Linked DNA regions of Ovis aries: region 1 is linked to region 2. The links are chromatin contacts, called in public Hi-C maps. All regions are on one chromosome and are shown on one strand. The core of a region is the stretch at or near the end of the contact, and the rest is flanking DNA. Distances in the headings are between cores, read along the strand shown. Region 1 overlaps ABO (ABO, alpha 1-3-N-acetylgalactosaminyltransferase and alpha 1-3-galactosyltransferase). Region 2 holds the start of SLC2A6 (solute carrier family 2 member 6).

What was found. A called contact is a pair of places that touch in the nucleus more often than the background predicts.
Region 1: a Hi-C map of liver shows a contact between it and region 2, with 2.7 times the contacts expected there. The contact joins the enhancer-like site here to the promoter of SLC2A6 in region 2. A contact is called at or near these places in 3 of 16 Hi-C or Micro-C datasets (blood, liver and muscle).

Annotation. Positions count from the first base shown.
Region 1 is chr3:2,751,952-2,759,008 of ARS-UI_Ramb_v3.0, forward strand. ABO (ABO, alpha 1-3-N-acetylgalactosaminyltransferase and alpha 1-3-galactosyltransferase) reads left to right here. Exons shown (of 9, transcript XM_060411630.1): 3 at 1,120-1,170; 4 at 2,138-2,188; 5 at 2,683-2,739; 6 at 3,117-3,164; 7 at 3,940-3,975. Among named protein-coding and RNA genes, the nearest start is that of ABO, 26 kb to the left of the region's middle. Within about 2 kb of position 2,755, at least 17 of the 54 cell types and tissues checked have an H3K27ac peak or open chromatin away from gene starts, as enhancers often do. A contact at or near this core is called in liver, where this site is marked.
Region 2 is chr3:2,579,143-2,586,703 of ARS-UI_Ramb_v3.0, forward strand. It overlaps SLC2A6 (solute carrier family 2 member 6), which reads left to right and starts at 4,774. Exons shown (of 10, transcript XM_042248008.1): 1 at 4,774-4,913; 2 at 5,442-5,604; 3 at 6,643-6,849; 4 at 7,467-7,561. The coding sequence starts at 4,822.

The sequences.
Region 1 (7,057 bases), core at 1,505-4,004, 170 kb after region 2:
GGGGTCCCCTAGCCACAGAGAGCAAGGCCATGAGCAAGCTATTACAAGCTAATACTTACAAGCTATTCAGTTCAGTTCAGTCACTCAGTCGTGTCCAACTCTTTGCGTCCCCATGGACTGCAGCACTCCAGGCTTCCCTATCCATCACCAACTCCTAGAGCTTGCTCAAACTCAGGTCTGTCGAGTCGGTGATGCCATCCAACCATCTCATCCTGTCATCCCGTTCTCCTCCTGCCTTCAATCTTTCCCAGCATCAGGGTCTTTTCCAGTGAGTCAGTTCTTTGCATCAGGTGGCCAAAGTATTGGAGCTTCAGCTTCAGCATCATTCCTTCCTAAGAATATTCAGGACTGATTTCCTTCGGATGGACTGGTTTGGTCTCCTTCCAGTCCAAGGGACTCTCAGAATTCTTCTCCATCACCACAGTTAAAAAGCATCCATTCTTCAGCACTTAGCTTTCTTTATGGTCCAACTCTCAAATCCATACACGACTACTTGAAAACACCATAGCTTTGACTAGACGGACCTTTGTTGGCAAAGTACTGTCTCTGCTTTTGAATATGGTGTCTAGGTTTGTCATAGCTTTTCTTCCAGGGAGCAAGGGTCTTTTAATTTCATGGCTGCAGTCACCAACTGCAGTGATTTTGGAGCCCAAGAAAATAAAATCTCTCACTATTTCCATTGTTTCCCCCATCAACTTGCCATGAAGTGATGGGGCCGGATGCTATGATCTTCGTTTTATGAATGTTGAGTTTTAAGCCAGCTTTTTCATTCTCCTCTTTCATCAAGAGGCTCTCTAGTTCTTCTTTCTGCCATAAGGGTGGTGTCATCTGCATATCTGAGGTTGTTGATATTTCTCAAGTTATTAGTTGGGGTTAAAGTAGGGTGGAATGGGGGAAGGGGGGATTAGGGCACCGCCTGGGGGATCTGCCTGTGCACGCCATTCTCTCCTTCCACCCACGTGAGATGTCCCACTGGCTCCACTCGGGCCCCACACCTATTTTCTCGGGAGCCAGAGACCAAATGGTCAGAATGCTGTGTTGAAGTGTCAGCCTCAAAACCATAGCCTGTCCGCTCTCCTCTGTCTGGTGATGACTCAACTCTACACTCTTTTGTCCCCCCAGCAACGTGTTCAACCTGATCCCCAGAAGACAGACAGAAGAGTCTCAAAGGTAATGGATGGGTCTTTGGAGTCAAGGTGGTTCCTTCTAGAAAGATCTAGAACAGAAATAAAAATAGAATACACAGTGAATTGGAGGTCCTTATAATGAAAGAGGCACTCAGTTCCCGGCTGATTCCGAGTTCCTCTCCCTACCCTGTTTTCTCAAACCTAAAACACTACAAAGACATAATCCTGTTTTCTGGTGGAGAGAACCCCTTCATGGCTGGCAGCAGCTCCAGGCCCAGGTTTGGGGACGAGCAGTGACCAGAGTTCAGTTCAGTCGCTCAGTCGTGTCCAACGCTTTGCGACCCCATGAACCGCAGCATGCCAGGCCTCCCTGTCCATCACCAACTGCCGGAATCTACCCAAACCCATGTCCATTGAGTCGGTAATGCCATCCAACCATCTCATCCTCTGTCGTCCCCTTGTCCGCCTGCCCCCAATCCTTCCCAGCATCAGGGTCTTTTCACATCAGGTGGCCAAAGTATTGGAGCTCCAGCTTCAGCATCAGTCCTTCCAATGAACACCCAGGACTGATCTCCTTTAGAATGGACTGGTTGGATCTCCTTGCAGTCTGAGGGACTCTCAAGAGTCTTCTCCAACACCACAGTTCAAAAGAATCAATTCTTCAGCGCTCAGCTTTCTTTACAGTCCAGTGACCAGTGTTGATTCTATGTAAGGCCATCCCCAGTAGCCAGTCCGTGACAGGGCGCCCTCTGACCCCATTAGCACCCAGACGGGAAAAGGCTCATTTTTCCTCCCAGAGCTAATTCTTCCGCGATCGTCAGTCTCTGGCTGACCGACAACAGATAAGCTGAGCACTCCTGACCAGCCTCCTGCAATAGCCCGCAAGGCAGGACCTCCAAGTCAAGTCCAGCCCAGCTCCCTCCTCTGTTCAGGCCTTGGGGCCCAGCAAATTACTTGCTGGGTAGAAGGGTGGATGAATGGGTTGAGCTGACCGGGCTTTTCTGTCTCAGCAGCCTTGAGGCCCACCACCTGCAGGGCCAACGGGAGGGCCTGCCTTTGAGGTAATGACTTTCACCTCTTCCTTTTTATCCACAAAACTTGGCATTCCTGAGCCTTGGCAGCAGCTGGAGAGACTTTGCTTGGTCTTCGGGACTGGAACAGCCGGGCCCCTCCCCTCCAAGCTTCATCGGTGGGGAGGGGACAGGCCGGGGGAGGGGGCGGGGCTGGTGAGGGGCGGGGCTGGTGAGGAGGGGCAGGGCTGGTGAGGAGGGACTGGTGTGAGGGGCGGGGCTGATGAGGACGGGGTTGGTGGAAAGGGTCGGGGTTGCTGGAGAGGGACTGGGCCGGTAGAGAGGGCGGGGCCGGTGGAGAGGGCGGGGCCGGTGGAGAGGGCGGAGCTGGTGGAAAGGGGCGGAGCTGGCAGGGAGGGCCGGGCTGTGGGAAGGGGACGTAAGCCTAGCCTTTGCCTGGTTAGCGCCCTCCCCTCTTGAAGGGGCGCTTAGTTATCAAGGCAGTCCTTTTTCCTGAAGTGACCGGGAGCCTGTTCCCTCTGCAGCCAGGGTGAAAATGGCGTGGTTCTGCAGCGGTTGCTGCTGGAGAAGAAGGAGTCCAAGTAGGGTGGCAGCGGGGCTCCCAGGGCTGACGGGGCCGTCGCCAGAGCTTCCCTTCGGATCGCAGGGCCGACCTGGGGGCCCGTGGCTCCCCACCCACCCCCGGAGCGGGGCTCTCCCCAGGCTGGTTTGTCACCATCTGGCGTGGCATTGCTTCGGGCAGACTCAGGCACCCAGACACCGCCATCGTGTCCGAGGTGTCTTCGCTCTGCTTCCCGCCCCCGGTCCCCTCACCTGCCCACACGGCCGAGCTCTGCAGCCATGCGGAGCCCTCCTCAGTAGGGGCTGCGACGTGATGGCCCTCAGGAGCCTGGCCGGGCTGCACAGCAGTGCTTCTCCCAGCGCCATCAGCTCTGAGCGCTCTGTTTTCCTCCCTCAGTGAAGGTGACGGCCACCTGGACACCTGCAGGATACCCGAGGTACCCAGGTACTGTAGACCACGTCTTTGGGCGGTGTCTGGGCAAGTCAACTTGCTGTCTCCCTGCTCCACTGTCCCCCTCACATCCCCTTTGAGTCTAATTGTGAGATTTATCAGGAGGGAAGGAGCAAGAGAAGCTGGGAGGAGGCTAACGAGGGGCAGAAGAGAATGGGAGCAGGGGGAGCAGGCGTCAGATGGTGGGGTCACAGATGAGCCCCCCGTGACCTCGGCCTCCTGGCTGTCCCAGCTCAGCGGTCTTACCCAGGGTAGACTAGCTGTAGCTTCTAAGCCCTCAGCTCTGTTGAAAACTGACAGGGTTGCCAGGGAGGGTATGGAGGGTGAAGGAGCCAGCAGGAGAGCGGAGGGGGGCAGTGAGGTGGCTCCAGACGTGATGCAGCCGGTGGACGGGTGGGAGAGGCCACCCCTGTGCTTCCCACTCCTGAATAAAGCAGGACACCAAGACCTTCCTTGTAACGAGTTAGACCACAGGAGAGTCTCTAACCTCAGCTGAGCATTAGACGGGGAAGAGCCTCCTAGCCCATTCTCACATTTCCACCCCATGAATTTATCTGTCTGTTTATCCCTAGGGAAGCCCCTGACACCCCTTGGCTGGGGGAGGGGTGGGAGGTGGCTGGATGAAGGAAGATGGGAGGATGGAAGGAAGGAAGCCCCTGTGGCTGAGTGCCGCCTCCTGGCAGAGCTGCCCACTGAACCAGGAAAAGGCCCCTGGCAGCTCTGGCGTTGGTGATGTGAGTGTCTGCTCACACGCATGTCTTGTCCACAGGTTGCTTTACCCCAAGGCTCAGCTGCTCAAGCCCTCGTAAGTAGACGGAGTTTCTGTTGTGGCTGCGACCGGTGGGTTCCCTGCCACTACCTACCTTATGGTTGCCTTTCTCTCACTTCACTCCCTGGTTCCAGTCTTTCTTTTGCCCTTTTCCTTTCCTTTCTGTCTGTGCTATGGGAGGCTGGGCTAATTTTCAGTGGGTTTGGTACACATTGAAGGACCGATGAAAGGTGCCTCTAATTTGTGGTCACCAGGAGCTGTGCAGAGGTCCACACCAGGCATGGAATCTTCTCTTGTTTCTTCTTGGGGAAGGAAGCTGGGGACTGGGTTGGGTTATCCCTGAGGCCTTTCCATGAGCATCAGTGTCTGAGGGCTGATAGTCCCAGCTCGCCTTCACATACCAGTGTCTGTCTCCTAATCCGGGCCTCCTTGCCTGTGCCCACACCTCCTGCTTCCAGTGCCCGAGAGAGTGCCAGCAGCCTGTCACCGAGGCACTAGATCCCCGAGCTTCGGGACAGGAAGTCGCCCAGAGAGCCGCTTTCATCAGCCCCATTTTATGGGCAAGGAAACTGAGGCTCAGAGAAGTGAAGGAGGTTGCTTGAGGCCCCTCTGCCGGAGTCCAGCTCCAGCAGCCAGGCATTCAACCTGAAGGGGTGAGCGGTTTTGGCGAGAAACTGAGGCAGCCTCTCATTTTTCTTGGACTGCCTGTTTATTTCAAGCTTATGATTTTCTTTTATACTTTTACAAAAGTATTAGGTCAGAGATTTGATATTTTTAGTTCCCATTGATCCAGATTTATTTTTCTCAAAAAATCATTGTTGCCCCTCAAAAGGAGTTCCTTCCTCAGCAATTCTCTTATCTACTTCTTCTCATGTGTCTTTGTGAATATGCTGTAACTCATGCTAATGTCTGGGCTGCACAGCACAGTCCTCAGTTTATTTCTTATCTTTCTGAGTCCTGTTTGCCCCTAGTATCCTAAGCTCACTATTTCTTAGAAAGGGCTTCTAGCTAATAATATCTCTAAAGTCCCTAATTTCTATAAGCTATAGTAGAATATGCTAACATTATTGCAATCCTTAAATCTTTAGCTTCTAACTATTTTAATTATTCCTAAGCCCTAAATTCAACAAACTCCTTTGCCATAAACACTTTTCTCACAAATGGGCTTCAGATAGCAATCCCTCCCATGGCCTCAAGCTGCGGCCTGCGTGCTCACCCTGGAACAATCTTTTGTAAAAGTCCTTGAACAAATGTCAGCGATTAACTTTATAAATTATTCTTTGAGCACAGCTGCAGAAGGCTTTATGCTTTCTCATGCTCCTCTCAAAAACAATAAGCACCTTAATATTCTCTTCAGTCAACTCAGCCAAGGAAAGGAAAAAACAAATCAGAATCACAAAGCCTAACTCCTTCATTCCGGGTCCGTGCCTATGGAGCAAAGGGAGGGGGTTTAGGGCCGTGCCTCCATTTTGTTAGTAATGCCTAACTCGGCTCCCGACACCCGTTGGCTGGAGAGGGGCAGGTCAGGATGCAAGCTGCGGGGGTTCTGTCACATCCTGCCACGTCCCTGCCAGGGGACCTGGAGGCGCTCACTGTCATTTCTGAAACCCACATACACACCTCCTTGAACTTCCAGAGCCGCCAGCCACGTGTGGCCTTGAATGCTTGAGACAGGACTGCTCCAGGATGAGCTGGGCTGTCAGCGTGAGGTGCCCAGTGGGCTCCAAACACTCAGTCCATGAAAAGTGTGCTAGGAGTGGGGATTAACCTAGGCACACCACTGTATATAAAACAGGCGAACAACAGGACCCACTGAATAGCCCAGGGGCTCTACTCAATATCTTGTCATATCCTATATGGGAAAAGAACATGAAAAAGAATACACAGGTATGGATGTATACCTGAACCACTTTGCTGTACACTTGAAGCTAACACAGCATTGTCGATTAACTAAACTTCAATCAATACATCAATTACATGCTGAAATGATACTATTCTGGATATGTTGGGTTGCACAAAGTCTATCATATGAACAGTCATTTTGCCTGGTTCCTTTCACTTTTCTGTGACTCCCAGACAGTTTTTAGTGGCATACATTTCCGGGGGTCAGCACACATCTGGAGGGGCAGATTGGCATGAGCTGTTTTGGTGGATCCTGGCAGGGTGACAAACGAGAGAATGAACACTCGTGAAATAAGAGTCAGGGGAAGGTGAAAGGGGTCCTTGCTGGCTGGAGAACGGAGAAGGGGCAGAGACCACAGGACACGAAGAGCCCCTGCGAGGGGAGGGGGCTTGAAACTCAGCTCTGTCTCTGAAAGAAAACCTTGTTCTGTCTACTCACAGCAAGCGTTGGGGTTACCCACCCCAGGTGATTCTGACACTCCCTGCAGTCTGCACAGACGCCGCAGGTGGACGGTCAGCCTCGCAGCCTGCCCCCACTCAGACCCTTGTCTCAAGTTCCAGATTGTCATCTGAGCTTTTGACCGACGGGCTATAAATCATTTCTCACCACCCGCTCCTTGGGTTGGATGGTTTGCTGGGATGCTCCCAGAACTCAAGGAGACTTTACTTACTAGATTCTTGCCTTGTAATAAAGCATGCAGCCCAGAGACAGTCGGATGAAGAGGTAAATAGGGCCAGATGGGGAAGGGGCGGGCGCCTGAGCCCTCCCTGGAGCACCTTCCCCCCAGCCCCTTCCTGCATCCACCAACCTGGAAGCACTCTGAACTCCACAGTTAAGGGCTGTTTATGGAGGCTTCATCTCACTGGCGTGATTGATTGTTAACTTGACCTCTAGCCCCTCTCCCTTCCCAGGAGGAGGGGATTATCAGTTCAGTTCAGTTCAGTGCAGTCGCTCAGTCGTGTCCAACTCTGCAACCCCATGGACTGCAGCACGCCAGGCCTTCCTGTCCACCACTAACTCCTGGAGTTTACTCAAATTCACGTCCATCGAGTTGGTGGTGCCATCCAACCATCTCATCCTCTGTCGTCTCCTTCACCTTCCGCCTTCACTCTTTCTCAGCCTCAGGGTCTTTTCCAGTGAGTCAGTTCTTTGCATCAGGTGGCCAAAGTATTGGAGTTTCAGCTTCAACATCAGTCCTTCCAATGAATATTCAGG
Region 2 (7,561 bases), core at 3,524-6,023:
CAGCCATCTCATCCTGCCCCCAATCCCTCCCAGCATCAGAGTCTTTTCCAATGAGTCAACTCTTCGCATGAGGTGGCCAAAGTACTGGAGTTTCAGCTTTAGCATCATTCCTTCCAAAGAAATCCCAGGGCCGATCTCCTTCAGAATGGACTGGTTGGATCTCCTTGCAGTCCAAGGGACTCTCAAGAGTCTTCTCCAACACCACAGTTCAAAAGCATCAATTCTTCGGCGCTCAGCCTTCTTCACAGTCCAACTCTCACATCCATACATGACCACAGGAAAAACCATAGCCTTGACTAGAGGGATCTTAGTTGGCAAAGTAATGTCTCTGCTTTTGAATATACTATCTAGGTTGGTCATAATTTTTCTTTCAAGGAGTAAGCGTCTTTTAATTTCATGGCTGCAGTCACCATCTGCAGTGATTCTGGAGCCCAAAAAAATAAAGTCTGACACTGTTTCCACTGTTTCCCCATCTATTTCCCATGAAGTAGATGGGACCAGATGCCATGATCTTAGTTTTCTGAATGTTGAGCTTTAGGCCAACTTTTTCACTCTCCACTTTCACTTTCAAGAGGCTTTTTAGTTCCTCTTCACTTTCTGCCATAAGGGTGGTGTTATCTGCATATCTGAGGTTATTGATATTTTCCCGGCAATCTCGATTCCAGCTTGTGTTTCTTCCAGCCCAGCGTTTCTCATGATGTACTCTACATATAAGTTAAATAAGCAGGGTGACAGTATACAGCCTTGATGTACTCCTTTTCCTATTTGGAACCAGTCTGTTGTTCCATGTCCAGTTCTAACTGCTGCTTCCTGACCTGCATACAGATTTCTCAATGCCCACGAAAAAAAGATTCATGAGCAATTCCAGCTTCATCCACTTGATAACCTTAGAAACCCCATAAGAAGGGGCTGTGAACAAGGAGAGTCATACAAGATTTATCCTTTAGCCCCAAACTGAAAATGGCCTGTCCAGGAGGGGAACCCCTCCTCCTGCCCTTCTTCATTATTTCAGCTGGTCTGATAATTGAATGGACACAAGACAGATCAGGAGGAAAACTAAACGAATTGAATTTCACACATACAGTGCTCTCGTAGACATAGAACCCAAAGAAATGACCGAAGGCAAGAAGCCTTTATGTTTTTTAGACAAAGAAACAACAAATCTGTCAAGAACTGACAAGACAAAGACACTTAGTCTTGGGTACCAGTTAGTGAAGAAACTGGGCGGGTTTGTTACCAGTCTTGGTGCCCTGATTTCCCCATCTCTGGGGATGAGCCTGACTCTCTGCCTCCTGGTGCAAGAAGGCTAGCTTCCCCACAGGAAATTCATTCCCTTCTTTCACAGGGACAGAGAGTAGGGGCAGGGCCTCCTTCAGCATCCACTGCTTTCCTCAAGTAGCCTAAATTCAGAGTAATCAGCCGGCCACTTTGCATATTTTAGGGTGACTTGCCCTGAGCCCCGTGAAACCCAACCACCCGTAAAAGAGTGGTGCTCACACACACAGCAACAAGCAGAGTAAGCCACTAGAGAACACAGCACAGATGAGTCTCGCAGACGCACCGCTTAAAGGAAGCCAGAAAGGAAGCACGTGCCCTCCAGGTCTCTTTCTGTGAAGCTCTAGGAAAGGTGAGTGCAGTCGACAGTCGGAGACGGACGACCAGCAGCTGCTTAGGGGTGGGGGAGGCATACTGACTGGGAAGGGGGATTCTGGAGGGTGGTTCTCTGTCTCGATTGGGGGCCAGGGGGTGATACAGTTGTCAACACTCATCGACCTGCACACTTAAAGTGAGTTCATTTTCCTGTGTGTGTAGATTGTCCCTCAATAAAGCTGACTTTAAAAGAAAACAACAACAACAACCACCTGGGGACTTCCCTGGTGGTCCACTGGTTAAGAACCCACCCGCCAGTGCAGGAAACATGGGCTCAATCCCTGATCCGGGAAAATCCCACATAGAAAAAAAAAAAAATTTTAATGGGAAAAAACTGGGGGGATGGGGAAGAGCCAAAAACAAGAGCAGGAGTCCATTCAAGAGTTTCAAGAGTAGGGCAATCCAATCCACAAGGACAGAAGTCAGTGACGGGACCTCAGGAGGGCCCACGTGACTGGAAAGAGGTGCCTGGTGCTCTCTGGAGGTGATCAGAATCTTCTTTTTTAATATGTATTTATTTGGCTGTGCCGGGTCTTAGTTGCCGCATGCAGGATCTTCAATCTTCGTTGAAGCATGTGGGATCTAGTCCCCCAACCAGGGATCGAACCTGGGCCTCCTGCATTAGGAGCTCAGAGTCTCAGCCACTGGACCACCAAGGAGGTCCCAGAAGCCTCTTTCGTGATCTGAGCTGCAATTCCTGGGGGGCACACAGAAGTTTACTCATTGTGCCGTACGTCTGACATGTTGCTACTGGGCTTAGATTTGGCTGCTTGAAGCTTGCAATCCAGTACTCAAGGAACAAGTGTTGGTAGGAAAGGAAAGCTTGCTTTGTATAGGAGGCCAGCAACCTGGGGGAGAAGGCCGACTCGGGTCCAAAAGCCAACTCCGCTCGCTGCTCGGGGGATTTCGGGATTTTCACAGGTGACAGAGGGCTTCCCAAGGGCTGGGCCGCGTTGTGGTTAGTCACTCAGTCCTGTCTGACTCTTTGCGGCCCAATGGACTCAGCCCACCAGGCTCCTCTGTCCATGGGGGTCCTCCAGGCAAGAATACTGGAGTGGGTTGCCATGCCCTCCTCCAGGGGATCTTCCCAACCCAGGGATCAAACTCAGGTCTCCTGAATTGCAAGTGGATTCTGTACCCTCTGAGCTATGAGGGAAGCCCAGGTGGTAGAGAACTGGCCTGCCAGTGGAGGAGGCATACCAGACACACGTCGCCACTCCAGCATTCTTGCCTGGAGAATCCAATGGACAGAGAAGCCTGGCAGGTTATAGCCCATAAGGTCACAAAGGTTCGGACACAACTGAAGTGCCTTAGGTGGAGGGAGGGGGCCACATACCAAAACAGCACAGTCAGGTCCACCAATCAAATTGGTCACACAGTGGTCTCATCGGCGTCATCTTAAGTACAGTTAATTTTCAGTTCCGTGATTGGCTTGGGTCCATTTCTTTGAGGCCTGCAGCACCTCCTGTCGTGGCTACGGTCTGGTCATCAAGGAGTTAACTCCTTCCACCTGATGGGGGTTTCAGAATCAGCCAACAGCTCACAGGAGATGACTCAGAGTATTATCTATAGCCTTTGAGGAGGAACTAAGAGGTCCTTGACTTTGTTTAATGACTAAACTTTATTATTTTCCCTGTTTGCTTTTCTTTGCTTCTGCATTTTTTCCCCTTTCTCTGGATGAATTCATTCTATGGCTAACGTTTTTCTATAGACAAAAGGCAGGTGATGTTCTGTCCCGGGAAAGCCCCATCGGGTCCTGCTCAGAGTCAATGTCTTCTATCTCAATTTCCAAACTACGGTCATGAGGACCACGCAGCATTGTAGCTGGAGTCACCACTTACTGGATGTGCTGAGTCCAAAGACTATGTCCCTGATAGCAAGAAGAAAGTGCTTAAAAGCGTGAAGTGCCACACGATCTGATGCACATCCAGTGTGCAAATATGCAAACAGGTACGTGGAGAAAAGAGGGGAAGCTGAGGCTGTTGGCAGAGCGCGTGGTTTTCCCACGTCTCTGCTTTGTCTATTCTAATATATATGGTTATATCTACTTCGATGAGTATAAAAGAGAATTGTAACAACTTCTTAAAACTCTTTGCTATTTTGACAGATACAATTTGGAAATAATCCAAATGCTCAACAAGGAAGGATCGGTTTTGAAATATACGTGGACGTCCATTCAGTACAATAGGGTCTGATCCATCTTCCTCTCTCCTCTCTGAAAAAGTCCAAAGGGAGAGTTGGCACTAGTGACTCAGTATTTTTTGTCATTGTTCTGTGGTGTGTGCGTTCGTGTGTGGGTTGGGTTGGGTTTTTTATTTGGTTGGTTGGGGAGTTTTTTTAGGTTGGACTTCCAGGGAATTTTCAGTTTCTGCTTTTCCTATTTGTAAATTGTATCTTATTACCTGGATGATTTGCTACAAGCCCAGGTTACTCCCCCAGTCAGAAATAGGAAAATATACAAGTCTCGCCCACAGGAACCGCCACCCCCTCCTGCCTTCATGCCACACACCCTGGCTGAGGGGCCCCTGGATCTGGCGAGCCTGCCAGGTCTCACCGCGTTAGGGGACTGCGGTGACTCCAGACGCATTGTGGCAGGGAGAGGGCGTGGAGCGCAAGGCGGAGCCCACGGCCTTCCTTCGAAGGGGCACAAATATCCCCTGGGTGACCCTGACGCCTTGCGGCCCCTCTCTGGGTTTCAGCTTCCCCCAGCTTATACCAACTGGGCCCCGGGTGGGATGCAGGGATGCGGTCTACGCCCCCAGGGCTGGTACCCAGCCTGCACCAGGCCCCGCACGACTTCCAAGAGTCTCCCCACGTGAAGGGCTCCTATCTGCCTAGCGAGCCCTGCTGCCTCCAAGGGCGCACGAGGGGCCTGCGGCGTCCAGGGAAAACCCTGCCTCCCGGTTCCGGTTACTCCGGCCGGGACGCGAGTCGGCTCCCGGGGAAAGCCCGGCCGCCCCACCCAGCTCCGCGCCAGCATCCTCAGCATCCGCACCACTCGCGGCCGCCCCATTGGCCGACGCCCGCTCGGCAGGGCCGCCCCGCAGCCAATCGCGGCCGGGGGGCGGAGCTCCGGGCTCCGCCGGATGCTTCCATCCGCTGCGGCCCGACGCGCCTCTGGACAGAGCCGCCCCGGCCACTCGCGGCGCGCCCGGGCGGGAGGAGCCGGTCATGCAGGAGCCGCTGCTGGGAGCCGAAGGCCGGGACTATGACACCTTCCCCGAGAAGCCGCCCCCGTCACCAGGGGAGAGGACGCGGGTCGGGTGAGAGTCGTTTGGCGTAGGGTCTGCGGGTGGAGGATGCGGATGGCCTGGTAACCTCCAGTGGGCACCTGGCTCCCCGACCTTGGGCCTCCACTGACTGTCTGGGAGTGGCCCCCAAGGGACCGCCTCGTTCAGACACGCTAGTCCGGGTCCCCCCCGAGTACTAGGCCAGCCCCCAGCTGGCAGAGACAGGACCATGGATGCCCAGGGAAGGTGAGGGGTTTGCCTAAAGTCAAGCAGCAAGCCTTCTTGCGTGGCAAAGCTGGGGGCAGACGCCAGGGCTCCTGTTCTGGGAACAGCGCCCTGCACCCGTGTCCCAGCCCCAGCAATGAGCTGTCCTCATGCCCCGGGGGCTTCCCCAGGAAGCTGGTGCTCAGGCCCGGGAGGTGCCAGTCTGACCAGCTCTTGACCCAGCTGTCCCCAGCACTGCCCTCTGAGCAGGCATCCATTGTGCTCAGGCCAGGCAGCAGTTAGAAGTGGGGGGACTCAAAGATCCTGACAGCGCTGCACCGCCCCCACACACACCAGGGTCCTGCAGAACAAGAGAGTGTTCCTGGCTACCTTCGCTGCTGTGCTGGGCAATTTCAGCTTCGGGTACGCCCTGGTCTACACGTCCCCCGTCATCCCCGCCCTGGAGCAGTCCTTGGATCCAGACCTGAATCTGACCAAAACCCAGGCATCCTGGTTCGGGGTAAGTGCCATGCTCTGAGCTAAGGGACAGGGCAGAGGGACCGGGGACCCACTGCACTCTGTCCCCAACTAGGAAACCAGCCCCCTTCCCCAAGCAAAGCCACAGGACCCCCTCCAGGGCCCTGGTCTGCCCCTCCCCCATCCACCCCAGGTCGGCAGTAGGGGTGGGGGGTAGTGAGGCCAGACAGTGCCTCCGAAATGAAAGCGGGAAGTGAAAGCTGATGGAGAAGGCGTGGGAAGGAGCAGGTGGGGAGGTGTCCCTTAAGATCTCTACCCAGCGGGGCTGAGGGTTCCCCAGACTGCCCCCCACAGCAGAGCAGGCACCTCCCTGGACAAGGGGAGGCAGGACACTCTGGTACTGATGGGAAGAGCACTGCTGGGCCACAAGGGTGCCAGGAGAGATGGTGGGCATGTGGGTAGGAAGAGCATGGGTCCTCGGACTCCCAAGTGCCTAGAACTGCTGTCTTAGTAGCCTTGGATTTGCAACCTCAGCATATTAGCTAAGATAATAACACCCAACACGCGCTCTGCACCTAGGCTGTGCCGGGCCCCTGCTTGGCACTTCCCACGAGAGCTTGTTCACTCCGGGGCCAACCCTGTGAAGTGGGTGCCACTGCTCTCCCCATGATGTAGCTGCAGAAACTGAGGCTCAGGCTCAGTAGGATGCCCAGGTTGCTAACTGGGTCCAACTCCCTGTGTGCTCAGCAGGGAGTCCGAGAACCCCAAACCTTAGAATCCCAAGGGCTTCAAGTCACAGAACCCTCCTCTCTGCTATATGACAGTACTAGGCGTTTAAACATCCAGCTGGATAGAACCATGGCAGACACCTGTTGTGGCTTCCCTCACAAACAGCTGTCAGTGTGCTGCTTGTACCCCTCTGGGGACAGGAGGCTCACTATCATCCACAGCCCCAGTCCTGCAGCCCAGGCTCCCGGGACAGCCTGGGAGAGCAGGTGTCTCTAGGCTCTGATGGGGTCGGGGTGGGGGTGCTGGGTGCCCAGAGCGCCCAGACATGCCTGCCCCGCACCCTCCTCTGCAGTCCGTGTTCACCCTCGGTGCGGCCGCCGGGGGACTCAGTGCCATGGTCCTCAATGACCTCCTGGGCCGGAAGCTCAGCATCATGTTCTCAGCTGTGCCCTCAGCAGCCGGCTATGCGCTGATGGCGGGCGCCCACGGCCTCTGGATGCTGCTTCTGGGAAGGATGCTGACGGGCTTCGCAGGGGGGCTCACAGCTGCCTGCATCCCGGTAAGGCCAGGACTGCCCAGCCTGGTCCCTTCACTGCCTCAGTATTTGCACTGATCACCATGAGCTGAGGGCTCCTGGCTTTGGAGGCTCCCCCCCACAATCCAGGGGGATATGTTTGCCAGGGAGCCTCAGCTCAGCACCCCCAGGGCAGCTAACATGGGGGAAATGTGACACCATGCCCCAAGTTGCCCCCAGTCTGGACTCCCCAAACTTCCTGTCTTGAGGCCTGGCAGACTCGTTGCTCAATCAGAGAAAATCCACATTGAGCAACGTAACAGGGAGGAAAAGGAAGTCCCTGCCCTGCACCCCTCCTGGGACCCAGCATGTTACCCATCGATCCCACGTCAGGGCTGGGCAGGCCCAGCTGGGCACGAAGCCCTAGCTCAGGGGAGCGGAGGCCAGAGTCTGGGGGCCCTCGGGCCTCCACCCTGTCAGGGCTGAGTGGTTCTGCCCACTTGACTGTTCAGGCAGCTGAGGTCCTGCTGAGATCACGACCAGGGCGAGAACCCATGGAAGCCCCCACTCCCTTGCTTCCCGGGGCTCACTGGGCCACCCTGTTCATCCTAGCCGGGCCGGCACATGTGCTCAGCAGAGGCCGGGTGGGCTGTGTCTTGCAGGTGTACGTGTCTGAGATTGCTCCCCCCAGCGTGCGCGGGGCCCTGGGTGCCACGCCCCAGCTCATGGCGGTGTTCGGGTCACTGTCCCTCTATGC